Linked DNA regions of Sus scrofa: region 1 is linked to region 2. The links are chromatin contacts, called in public Hi-C maps. All regions are on one chromosome and are shown on one strand. The core of a region is the stretch at or near the end of the contact, and the rest is flanking DNA. Distances in the headings are between cores, read along the strand shown.

Evidence for each region. A called contact is a pair of places that touch in the nucleus more often than the background predicts.
Region 1: a Hi-C map of embryonic fibroblasts shows a contact between it and region 2, with 2.2 times the contacts expected there. The contact joins two enhancer-like sites. A contact is called at or near these places in 2 of 47 Hi-C or Micro-C datasets (embryonic fibroblasts and fibroblasts).

The regions. Positions count from the first base shown.
Region 1 is chr13:37,003,932-37,009,603 of Sscrofa11.1, forward strand. The region is part of intron 35 of CACNA2D3 (voltage-dependent calcium channel subunit alpha-2/delta-3); the gene reads left to right. Among named protein-coding and RNA genes, the nearest start is that of LRTM1, 130 kb to the left of the region's middle. Within about 2 kb of position 2,625, at least 2 of the 83 cell types and tissues checked have an H3K27ac peak or open chromatin away from gene starts, as enhancers often do. A contact at or near this core is called in embryonic fibroblasts, where this site is marked.
Region 2 is chr13:36,484,735-36,490,746 of Sscrofa11.1, forward strand. All of the region lies in intron 4 of CACNA2D3 (voltage-dependent calcium channel subunit alpha-2/delta-3), which reads left to right. Among named protein-coding and RNA genes, the nearest start is that of CACNA2D3, 270 kb to the left of the region's middle. Within about 2 kb of position 1,762, at least 7 of the 83 cell types and tissues checked have an H3K27ac peak or open chromatin away from gene starts, as enhancers often do. A contact at or near this core is called in embryonic fibroblasts, where this site is marked.

The DNA of each region.
Region 1 (5,672 bases), core at 1,375-3,874, 520 kb after region 2:
TTACCTGTGAGCAGATGAGAACAGCAGAGTCATTGGTGTCCTCTTAATCCCACTGAATAGCATCTGAGTTTTAACCAGTTCCTCAAGTCCTTTGTAACATGTTCAGTTTGAGGAGTGCTCATCCATACTAGTAGGAATCACTCAAGTATCTTTAAAAAATACAGATGGCTTGGTACTACATTCAGGGATTCTAATGTAATTTGGTTTAGTCGTGTCCAGCTATGAGCTAAATAAACAAGGTAAAACAAAAAGCTCCCCAGGCAATTCCAATAGGCAGCCCAGGCTAAGAATTAGAACTTCACCTCTGTCCCAGCACTAAGAGAAAGGAAGTATGGTGTATTCAAGGACCCATGGCAGGTCAGAAGGTCTGGTTGTTGGGAAGGAGCATGATAACTTAGGGTTTGGGGCAGTTGAACTTATCTGGCTGGAGGGAGAAGAGCTTTGTTTGTTTCACTCCAGCACAGACCATTGGGCAGATACTAGGGGGCAGGGGCAAGTGGGAAGAGAGGGATGGAGTGACTCCTGCACTTGAGAAGAATTTTCCCACTTCAAGAACAGACAAGAGGCTATGGCAGGGAAACCCTTGGAAGGTATCCCGGAAATCATGCAGGTTGGCAGGGCCAGCTACCTAATTTACAGGGCCCAGGACGAAACAAAAATATGGGCTGCTTGTTCAAAAAGCAGGAAAAAGGTGTTATTAAAGGTATTGAAAGGTAAAACATTTCCTCTCCTCTGTGGTCTTTCTTGACCTGTCATGACGTTTTAATCTGCTATTGGATATTGTGCTCCATCAGGCCCAGGGACACTCACTGGGAAAGTGCAGACTCTCACAGACACCCCAGATTCTGTCTCTGTTCCTCAGTGGAATGTGCATCCCACTGGCTGCTGGGTTGTCCCTTCCACTAACACTGGACTGAGGTGCCATGTCTGACTTAGAGAACGAGACTCGATCTCCCCTCCACAGGTCCACCCCCCCATCTCATAGTGAATGGTCAATTGCTAAGGGATTTTCATTTTAACATCAAGACCTACTTGGTGCCTGGATAAAGGGGTAGGTGAAAGGTTCACCCTGGTCACAGGCTGAATATGCTATAGTGCTGCCAGCTCCCACCATGCCTTGCTCCTCCTCATACCTGCACCCAGACCTTTGCCAGGGTTGGAGGGCGATAGGTTGCCTGGTCCAGAGCAGGAGCCCAGCAGCTAAGAACCTCCCACCTCCCATGCCCCCTTGGACCTCACTTATAGAATGAAAATTCAAAGATAAAATTAAAAATTTTAAGACTGCTCTGCTTGCAGAGCAGTAAACTCCAAGTAACAGTCCTTTCTAAGTGTAGGTTCCTGTGTAACTGCACTGGTCACCTGTCCATAAAGCTGGACCTTGGCATGGTAGATGGAAGGATGGATTTGGGAAACATTGAGGAAATGGTCACATCAGGACACATTGATGTTTACAGAGAAAAGGCTTGAGAATTGCTTCAAGATCTCTAGCCTGTGTGGCTCTAAAGATGGTGGGACCATTAAGAGATACAGGAGACCAAGGGAAATAATTATTGGGATTGGGAACAAGGGGATATTTTAGATACCTGCGAATACTTCCTTTGTTTGAACATTTAATCATCCCTTGTTTCTCTGGTTTAATTGCAGAGGCTGGCATTTTCAGAACAATGACGAATAATAGAGGGGAGAAAGAGCCTTCATGCCTTCTTCCGACTCTAATTAGACACCTCTGATTTATTCCTCAGCCTGATGCTAAATTTGGTTCATAGTCAAGTGCCTATTACTATTCTCTCAAGGATTGTTTTCAAGGATGTTTTTTTTTTTTTTTGTCAAATGCTATATAAGCATCTATTGAATCTATTGGACAGATCCCACAGCACTGCCTCTTCCACCTCTAGACAGGGTGTCCTTCATGAATAGATTTACTGGAAGAATGTGAACAGGAAGTCAAGTGGGGCTTTCCTTGTAGCCCCCGACTGAGTGAGGACAAATTGGTACTGAGCTCGTAGGTTCTAAAGAGAGCAGGCATTTGGCTGGCACAAATTTAGAGTGGAAACCATCCTCATGACCCCCACTCCTAAGTGTTTTGGAGGGTCTACAACTGGCCCACCTCAGTCTGCCACTCAAAGACTGATGAGGGGCCTAACAGGGAAGATATCAAGGTTTATGGAAAGAGGTGTTTTCCTCCAGGGGGTGTTTTTTTCCTGCTGGGAGCCAGAGGCCTGGTGGGGAATTCCCCAAATCCCTTCTGTATTTTGGAGGTATCTGAAAGAAGAGAAGTTGAGCACTGGGCCAGTGTCCTCTGGGTGGCGGGAGTGCTGATATGTTCTATCTGAATAGGGAAAAAGAGATCTGGAGGGAGATGGCTAGGTTTGGAGAAGGGGCAGCACTAAAGTAGCTTGTGGCTGGGCCAGCAAAGATGCCTGTTTCCCAGAGGGCAGGTAGACAATATGGAAGATCACGGCCACCTTGCCTAAAGCAACACGAGGACTGCTCTCCAGGAGAACCACACTAAGGGCAAGAGGCTGTGGAGTGACTGCTGATGGCAAGAGTTGCAATGAATGGTCATGTTGGGGCCACACTGAGGAGCTCTAGGTCTTTGGGAGAATCATGATAACCACACAAAAAAGTCTGCATTTGGATGCCTGGCCACATGGGGAGCACCAAAGGCCAAGTTGTTACAAGCTATGATTAAGAGATTGCACCATGACCTGGTGAGTAGGAAATGCTTCCCTCTGCTGCTCCATTTTTTCCTTGCCCCAAATGACTGAAAAAGCTAGAAAACAGAAGCTTGAAGGATGGACAGTGTAGAGCTTCAAACTAGATATGAAATTAAAGTATTAAACTAGATTGGACTAATTTTATTAACATCAATTGTTCAAAAAGTTGGAGAATCTATTCAAAACATCATTCAGAGATGAGAAGACAGGAATTCAATACAGTAGGTTCAAAAATAAGAGACTTCAGAAAAAGCTGTTTCATGTTTCTATCTCTGTTAAGCTGAGACAACTCAATAAGGTTGTTCATTTGCATTCCTGGGTTAATCCTCACTGCTGTGTGCTGTATTTCAATGTCCTACTGAAGTCTGTTTGCTGCATTTCATTTAAGATCTTTGCATCAATATTCATAAAAAGAGATTATTCTGTGGCTTTTTTTTCTTTTCTTACTGTCTGTCTGTCTTTCTGGTATAATCATGGTCAGGCTTCATATCAAGACCCTTAATAAAAAGAATTTGACATATTTCCTTCTTACCTTCCTTGTGCTTAAAAGCAACTTAAATATTTTGGAGCTACATGTGCCTTGACATGCTAACATGATTCACCTGTGGAATTTCCTGGGACTGACACTTTTGGGGTGAGCAAGTAAGGCCCTGCTCATCATCCTTTCACCTTGTTTGAACTCAGCCAGGAGTCGGTACTAGTGTTCCCCTTTTGCCTCCCCCATGCTGCAGGATAGCACAGCTATGGACTCAAACACAGCTTCAATATTTAATTTCTAGTTTAAATGTAAGCAGTCCATCACCAAATGTTTGCTCTCCACAACCTAAGGGTCTGGGTCAGTGTAGAGCATGTGGGGGCATGTTGGGGAAAAACAGGAATCTACCCACCTCCAAAGAGGATAGGATCCTTTTTTGGGGGGGAGGGCATGCAAATGGAGATTCCCAGGCTGGGGTCAAATCCAAGCTGTAGCTGCCAGCTGTGTACCACAGCTCACAGCAACACCAAATCCTTAACCCACTGAATGAGAGCAGGGATCAAATCTGTGTCCTTATGGATGCTAGTCAGATTCGGGTTTCAGTTCATCAACCACTAAGCCACAACAGGAACTCCAAGAATAGGAGCCTTTGGAGATCCATGTACCCGACCCAACTGGAGAATAGTCCCACCCAAAACTGGATCAATGCCAAATCCACATCAGTTCCCTGTGACTTATTCATTGTCTTTTACCTTTGGCTAAAATATGGAGAATTTGTAAATGGTAAAAATCTATAAACCGTGAAAGACTTTAAAATCCTAACACTGTCAAGCCACAGTTTTGTACCCAATTAATGAAAAGAAAGCCAACCAAGTTCCCCAGATGCACACCCTGGGGTCCTCTGAGAATCTTAGCCATAGGTACCCCCACCACAAAGACTTGTCCAGGCAGCATTAGGGGAACAGCATGACCACTTTCGTCATCTGGGCAGCAAAGCCTCTTCAGCAGATAGTCCCTCTTGTCAAGGGAGATTGTCTTGAAATTGCATCATCTTTTTTTTCTCTAGTTCTTTCCCGGTCTGTCGTGAATGGAAAAGGGAGGACTGGGTTATTTCAGTTCTGGCAATGGACACATCAAAATTGTTTCCCTCTTCCCTATACTCTTTCCCTTGAGGACCTAATTTATTTTATGCGTTTTGACCTATCCCTGCTTAGAAACAACCGCTGTGATTCTCTGTTGAGGCATTTCCCTTCCGCCTTTTTTGGCCCCCAGGCCATGGTTCCTCTGCACAGTGATGTCAGTCTGGCTGCTGGGCCCAGCTGGATGGAGGTGTGTTTTATGAAGTTCAACCCTGCACCCTGGGCCATAAATACACGTTGTGCACATAAATGTACAGCTAACATTGGCCAGACCCCTCCGAAGAACCATGTTAATAAGCAGACAGTAAGTCTTTAAAATATGGAAAAGCAGTTAATCTTTCCGCTGGCAAATCCTTCGTAGGGGGTTGTTTTCCTCCACTGCAGTAATAGCTGCCTGGAGGGATTTCATCTCCTAGGCCTGGGGTAAATAAAGAAGGGAAATTTGCAGTGGGGCTTCATGGCAACACTTGGAGAGCCTTTACTTTGGAGGATAAATGTGTTCAAAGGACTACTATCTTGCACTGTCATTGAGCATCTGTGTCGAGTGATCACTGGGTCTGCGCTCAAGGAGCTTGAGCACTGATAACTCCAGTACAAGACAGAAAGTCTTCTGCCTATAGTAGCAGCCCCACAACAGGCCTGGCCTCCAGAGGCTTGTAGCTCTGCCCCTGTTACTCCAGGAAGTAACTGAGGCTCTCATTTCTCCATCTCTAAAATGGGCACGATTATGTCTTATTCGTATAGCTTCTATAGAAGTTGACTTCTGCTTTCTGAGTCCCAGTTTCCTTTTTTGTGAAATGAGAAAATCCGTATTCTTTGCCCCAGCATAATATTTGATTTTATAAATATTTTAAGAATACTTGTACACATTTTCCTTTTAAGGAACTCCAGTGTTACCCATATAAGGTTAAGTCTGCCAGGACAATTATTCCCAGTCTTCTCTCCCCCACCACTACTCTCCTGTCCCCCGCCACCCCATCCTCTCCTCCCTTGCTCTCTCTCCCACTGTGGTAGGAGGACCAGACTTGAAGGTAGGAATGGAGGCTAGCAGAGAGAAGGTGCCTAGAGGCAGGACATGCATGCTTCCTTGGAGAGATGAAAGGTCAGATTCGTAAAGTGCCTCTAACCTAATGAGCAGCCATGACTTTTATCTGCGTGTCTCAGACAGAGAGTGGGAGTTGCCAGTGGGTTGATTTAAGGAGATCATAGATGAGGACTGTCAATCTGGAGATGACATAATCTGTGCCTTATAAATATTTAATTCCACTTGGTCATTCCATTCCCTTTTATCTCTAGGAAGACACTTCATATGTTCTTTTTTTTTTTTTTTTTGACCACACC
Region 2 (6,012 bases), core at 512-3,011:
TGATATTAATGATAGTGTTTCAGCTTTCCTGACTGTCTCTGTTATTAACCCATCATAAATACCAGCCCCAATTAGTGTGCAGAAGTGAAATCAGTTGAGAAGTGGAATGTATGTGCAGCAAATAAAGAGTTGATGCTGTGTCTTTCCTCAACGAACAACTGAATTTTGTCATCTGTCAAATCTGAATTCTTAATTCTTTTTGTGTAAAAATGCATACTCTGATTTTTTTCCCGCATTTTACAAAATAATTTATAATCACAGTTGGTGATGTCTGTTTGCAAAATCTTATGATTTGATTTCTTTCCATTCTGTTAAGTCAGAAAATCCTATTTTTATTCAAAGATATTATGCTGTGTAGTTCCTTATTAATGTCTGCTTGTACTCCCTATTTTTGTGCCTTTCTTTGTTCTTGGTTTTTCCCTTTTTTCTCTCCCCCAAGCCTTTACCTTTCCTTCCCTCCTCCCCTCTCTAACTCCCTTCCTCCTTCCCTCTCTCTGCTTCACTCCCTCCTCTTTCTTTTCTCTTGTCCCTTTGTTTTGGAGACCAAGCCTACTGTTGACTTGCTTGGTGTATGCTTTCTGCCGGGTCATTTGGCTTTGCAGAGTATCAGAGAGTCCTGACACTTTTGGATTATCAATACATATCTATTGACTAATAAAACGTTTCATAAAACAGATTTTTCAAAGGGCATAACAGAGAGAAGCTTTTAAATTAGCAAACATCTTGGGCACACGTGCTCCCCTCGGGTCTTCTTTCCAGAAAATAGCTGTTCTTTTGGTTGTTTAAGATGTGCACCTGGGGCAGGGTGGGGGTGTGTGTGGGGTGGTTTACATCCATGGATTGCGCTTGGTGTGAGCTTTGGAATAGGTATCCAAAAGTAGTGATCTTCAAATCAAGATGCTTTTAAAGGGAAAGAAGAGCTATTGATAATTGCTCCTGGACAATAGTTATAAACCAGGATTACGGTAGGCAAACGGGTAGGATGGCCAGATGAAATATAGATACTCTGTTGAATTTGAAATTTAAATATAACTGGGAGTCCTGTGTTTTTATTTGTTATCCTGGCAACCCTATTTGTAGTTATAAACACATGGGACATGCTCCCTGCCTGCAGGTGCTTCTAGTCCAGTTATCCTAGCCAGGTTATCAGTCTCAGGGACCATGCTGATTACTTAACAGGTTACAACCCTGGAAGGTGGGTGGTGCTTTCCCACTTCACATGGGGAGGATTAACAGGTAATACTATCTCCAAGGTCAGATAGCTGGGACCTGCAAGGTAGGGCAGAGAACTGGGAGTCTGGACCAGGACCTCAGATCCTACTACCTTCAAAGCCCTGCCTTCCCTCTCCCAAACCCTCCTTCCTTCCAACCAGCATGTGACAGCACCGAACTCCTTTTGCATGTTTTATAAGAGATCCTGCAAGTGAAAAGTCTTCAGTGTTACTTCTCCACTGCTGGATCTTCCAGGCAGCAGGAGGCAACCAGCTGTTTTCACTGTATCAAACCCAATGCATGTCATGCAGAAAAAATGTCAAGTCATTTTGAAAAATATCTGAAGCATAATGTGCTTGACAGGGGTGAAACAGCATTGGCCATAGTCACGTAATTACTACCTCAGTGTTTGTTTACCATGTGGCCCTCTCTTCTTCCACTAGAATTAAATCAATCTGAGCAACAACGCAGCCTTATAAAGCCTAGGTCTCAGCCGGTACAAAGTCAGACTTTCTCAGGTTCTTCCTACGCATGATCCTTGCCAGGTTGACTAAGCAACTTAACAGTTTCCTCCACATTCCTATCTTCAGACTAAACTCAGACAGACTTATTGAATTAAAGCAAATGGAGGTCACCTCTCTCTCTCCCTCTCTTCTCTCTCTCTCTCTCTCCATATATATATATATATATATATATATATAGCGTGTGTGTGTGTGTGCGTGTGTGCCAACGAAAAATGTTAAGATAGGGTGAGGCTCTGAAGTCCAAGATCTGATTTGAATTTAAGCTGCCGCCAGACACCGTAATATTGCCATCCACTAGATGTCGCTGATGATTCACACCAGTGCAACTGTGAGCCCATTTCTGGATGTTAAAAAAAATCCTTAAAAATGTCAAGCCAGAACTAAAAATCTGAACTTCCAAGTATTTCTTTTTTTTTTTTAACCTTTTAGTTTTTAATATCTTCTCTGTATTCATCCAAAGGGGCCTTCTTTCTCCTTTCACTGATCTCTCTCTACCTTTCTGAATTTAGCAAAAACACAAGAAGAATAAAAGGAAAGAAACTGTCTCAGTTTCTGTGTATGTTGCTTTTTGTTTGTTTGCTTGCTTTTGAATTTTTTCTGACACTCCTCAGACGTCATTTCCTTGATGCTTTTGGTTAGTGTGTATTAACATAACTTATCCAGTTACTCTAGGTTTCCTATACCCAGTGAAGTTGATTTGCCTTTTACAGATCTGTGTTTGGTTTACTTCAAAAAAGGAGAAATATGTCTTTACTGCTGGGGGTTTGCCCCTGACAATAGGAGGGATGAGATGGTTTTTGTAGTCCAAGGAGGCTAAGTCTTTGGTCAGCCATTCTGGTGTAAAGACTCAAGCTGGAGAGATGCTCCCAGAGGAAGATGGGTGGTTGGAAGCAGAGGTAATGAAGCCATTCCCTCTGGTATACAAAGTCAGTTCTAGGCTGGATAGTAACAGCAAAAGCGGAAAGGCTGGCAGCTGCTATAGATTTCCACTCCTAATGAGCTACATTTTTTCCCCTAGAGCATGGCTAATAGGGGATGAGATCGTCAGATTTAAAAAGGGGATGTTAAAAGAAAGTAAGGATAGCTTTAATCAAACTGAAAAATTATAAAACTAATTTTTAGAAAAGCTTGAGACCCATGTAAAGTTATTTTGTAAGTATTATAATAGCAAGCTGTGCTTTTTCTTTATTTTTTTCTTAAAGAGTAGAGAAATCTTTTTTTGGTGGGGGCACACTCGAGGCACATGGAAGTTCCCAGGCTGGGGGTCCAATCAGAGCCACAGCTGCTGGCCTACACCACAGCCACAGCAATGTGAGATCCGAGCCATTTCTGTGACCTACACCACAGCTCACAGCAATGCCGGATCCCCAACCCACTGAGTGAGGTCGGGGATCAAACCCCCATCCTCATGGATATTAGTCAGATTTGTTTCTGCTGCACCACCACAGGAGCTCCAATCTCCTGTTTTTTAAGCCACAAAACTCTTGGTGTGGGAATATGTGTTGGGGGAGTGTCAGAGCCTGATATTAGATTGGGCATTTCGTCTAGAGCCTGTCTTCAGTGCAGGGGAGCCCTGCTGGTGTAGTACCTTCTGTAAGAGTGGTCTTAAGCTTCTCAGCTGTACATGAGATTTCAGTAAGAGTTGAAAGGGACTAGCAGATGTCCTGGGGGTTATACCAGGGTGGTGCTTTATGGATGACTGTAGAGTGAATGGCCCTTTGCCAAGCTCTTCTGCTTATCTCCAGTACCTGCTTTGGTACATTTTTTTTTTTTTTTTTTTTTTTTTTTTGGCTGTAGACTTTTCTTGGAATGAAGCACTTGCTTGGGTTAATTTTTAAAATAATCTTTTATGGATTTCATTATATTGCTGAAAATGTAACATCCATGAAGTAAGAATAATGTAGGGTTAAATTTCCCAGCCTTTGAAAGAAAAACGCCCAAATTCGCTGATTATAATCTGACATTCTCTTTAGAATTTTAAGGGATGAATGCCCTATAAATGCCTACTCGACTGTACAGTGGATAGAGAATTGGGGGAAAAGAAGCCACAATGCAGTATCAAAACACAAAACACTTCCTGAGTTTCCCTACAGTATGAATTAATCATATTTGATACTAATTGTGTCCTTGCTACACAACAACTTCCTGTGTAAATTGTGGGAAAATACGAAAACATTTCAAAGCCCCAAGCACGTTTTACAGTTCGCTGTATATGTGATTTGTTATTTGCTAGGTATCCCTTTCAATACAAATTATTCTCTGCAGATTTACCAAGACGCAGTATTGCTATTTTTCATTTTTCGAAAGATTACTAATATTTCCCTTCCCCTCCAATCCCTTTAAAATGTAAAAAGTATTGGGGTTAGGTCAGTAACATAGCTTTGATCGAGCTGTTGGGCTCATTTAGAATTATTTGTGCGTTTATTATTAAGATCTCCAGTGAATTGTTTGACTTTTGTAATTTATAACTCTTTGTCCCAGAGCCAACATTTGGAATTTAAACTACCAAGAAATCATTTTTTATATCTTTGATTAAAGCTCCTCTTCCAACTCAGCATACTCAGAAGTTGGCCTAGTCCTAAACATGGTTTAGTTTCCTGATGGATCTTGGGTACTCTGGGTCCCTCAGATATGCCGTGGGTTTACCCTGCAGTGAAGTCCAAAACCAGACAGACCTTTGAGTTTTCTCCAGACCTGTAATGCCCTCCGCAACAAGCACTTTCAGACTAGAGTGATAACCTTAGATCTATGAAGACACTATCAGTAGAGGGTTCCTCTACATTTATTTGATTATTGTGGAGGTTTACTGGAAAATTAATTATTTCATAGAATAGTTAATATAAGTAATATGACACTGTATTATTAACAATATATATAAATACAATAAAGTATAATTGATTGATTCATTACTTATAGTACAAGATCATATAATATATATATTATTCAATGTATATCCTTCAAATAACTTAACCTTGTAGCTTTATCTAATCTGTACGTATAAAATGTATTGAAAAAGTTGGTTGTTTGGACCTCATATTCATCTGTAGGGGTTCAGATAAGTTATAGCCATAAAAACTATGATGAAGGTCTATATTCACTGATGTGAAAAGATGGCTACACTACATTCTCAGGCAAAAATAAAATAGAAACTGCAAAATGCTCTTGTACTGTTGTGGTCCCATTTTTACAAATGTATATGTTCATAGACACACATCTAAAAGACTATTTATTCACTGGACTATTAGAATTGTAGCTACTTAAATATTTTTATTTTTCTGTACCTTCTAATTTTTATGATGAAATTATACTACTTTTTATTATGAGAAAATAAACAAGGAAGCTTTTACTTGTTGGGAATAAAAGGTTGTGTTTGTTTTCAATCTCAGTTCATTGTGTGTTTTCAGATGCTGATATCAAAATGTAACTAGAGCAAAAAACGCAGATGTGTTTCTGTAACATTGTGGATTCTAGGATAAAGTGTCATTCTCCAAAATATTGGTATCCATTTTAAAGGAGGAAGAAAAAACATGTTCTCTATCAGTTTGCCCCTGAAAACAAAAGCATTGAAATCATTTTCTCTGCTTCTTCAGAGCCAGTAGGCTCATTTCATGTCTTTCTTCCCACAAGGCTTGATTAGGATTCTCTTAAGGGTTTATCGAAACATTGCATATATATTAGAAATGTGAGGCTTTCAGCATATTCATATTGCTGTTGCTATTTATTATTTTTTTATAAATCACTCCAGGCATTAATCTTAAGAAAGCCTTCCAGGATTTAATTTATTTTAATTAAGATATAACATGAGGATGTAGTAAATGTTGACACTTTGCAAGTTCCCCATTCATGCTGTCTGCATTGTATCTTCTAATTTCCAGTTGCAAATAATGACCAACAATTACTGGGTCTTGCTTGATGCAATGGCCTTTTTTGTTTTTGTTTTTACCACGCCTTTTCTTGGGCCAAAATAATTAAGTGGTGGAATTCTTTTTTAAGAAAATCAAGTTGTTTTAGTTTAGGTAGGCTAACATAGTCTAGTCAGAATATTTTTATAGAGCCGGTGATTTGATTCAAAGCAAAAAGTAAATACAGATCCACTTGTGAAATGGATTATAAAATGACTTTGTGTTGTGCTTAATTTGCACTGGAGGTTGAGAAAGAGAAGGATGAATACAGATCAGTGGGATAGTCATTGCAGTTGTGAGTAGCTGGGTATTTACTTCCTTGTTCAATGTCTGTCTCTCTTTCACATTGTAAACTCTGAGAATGGAGACTGCGT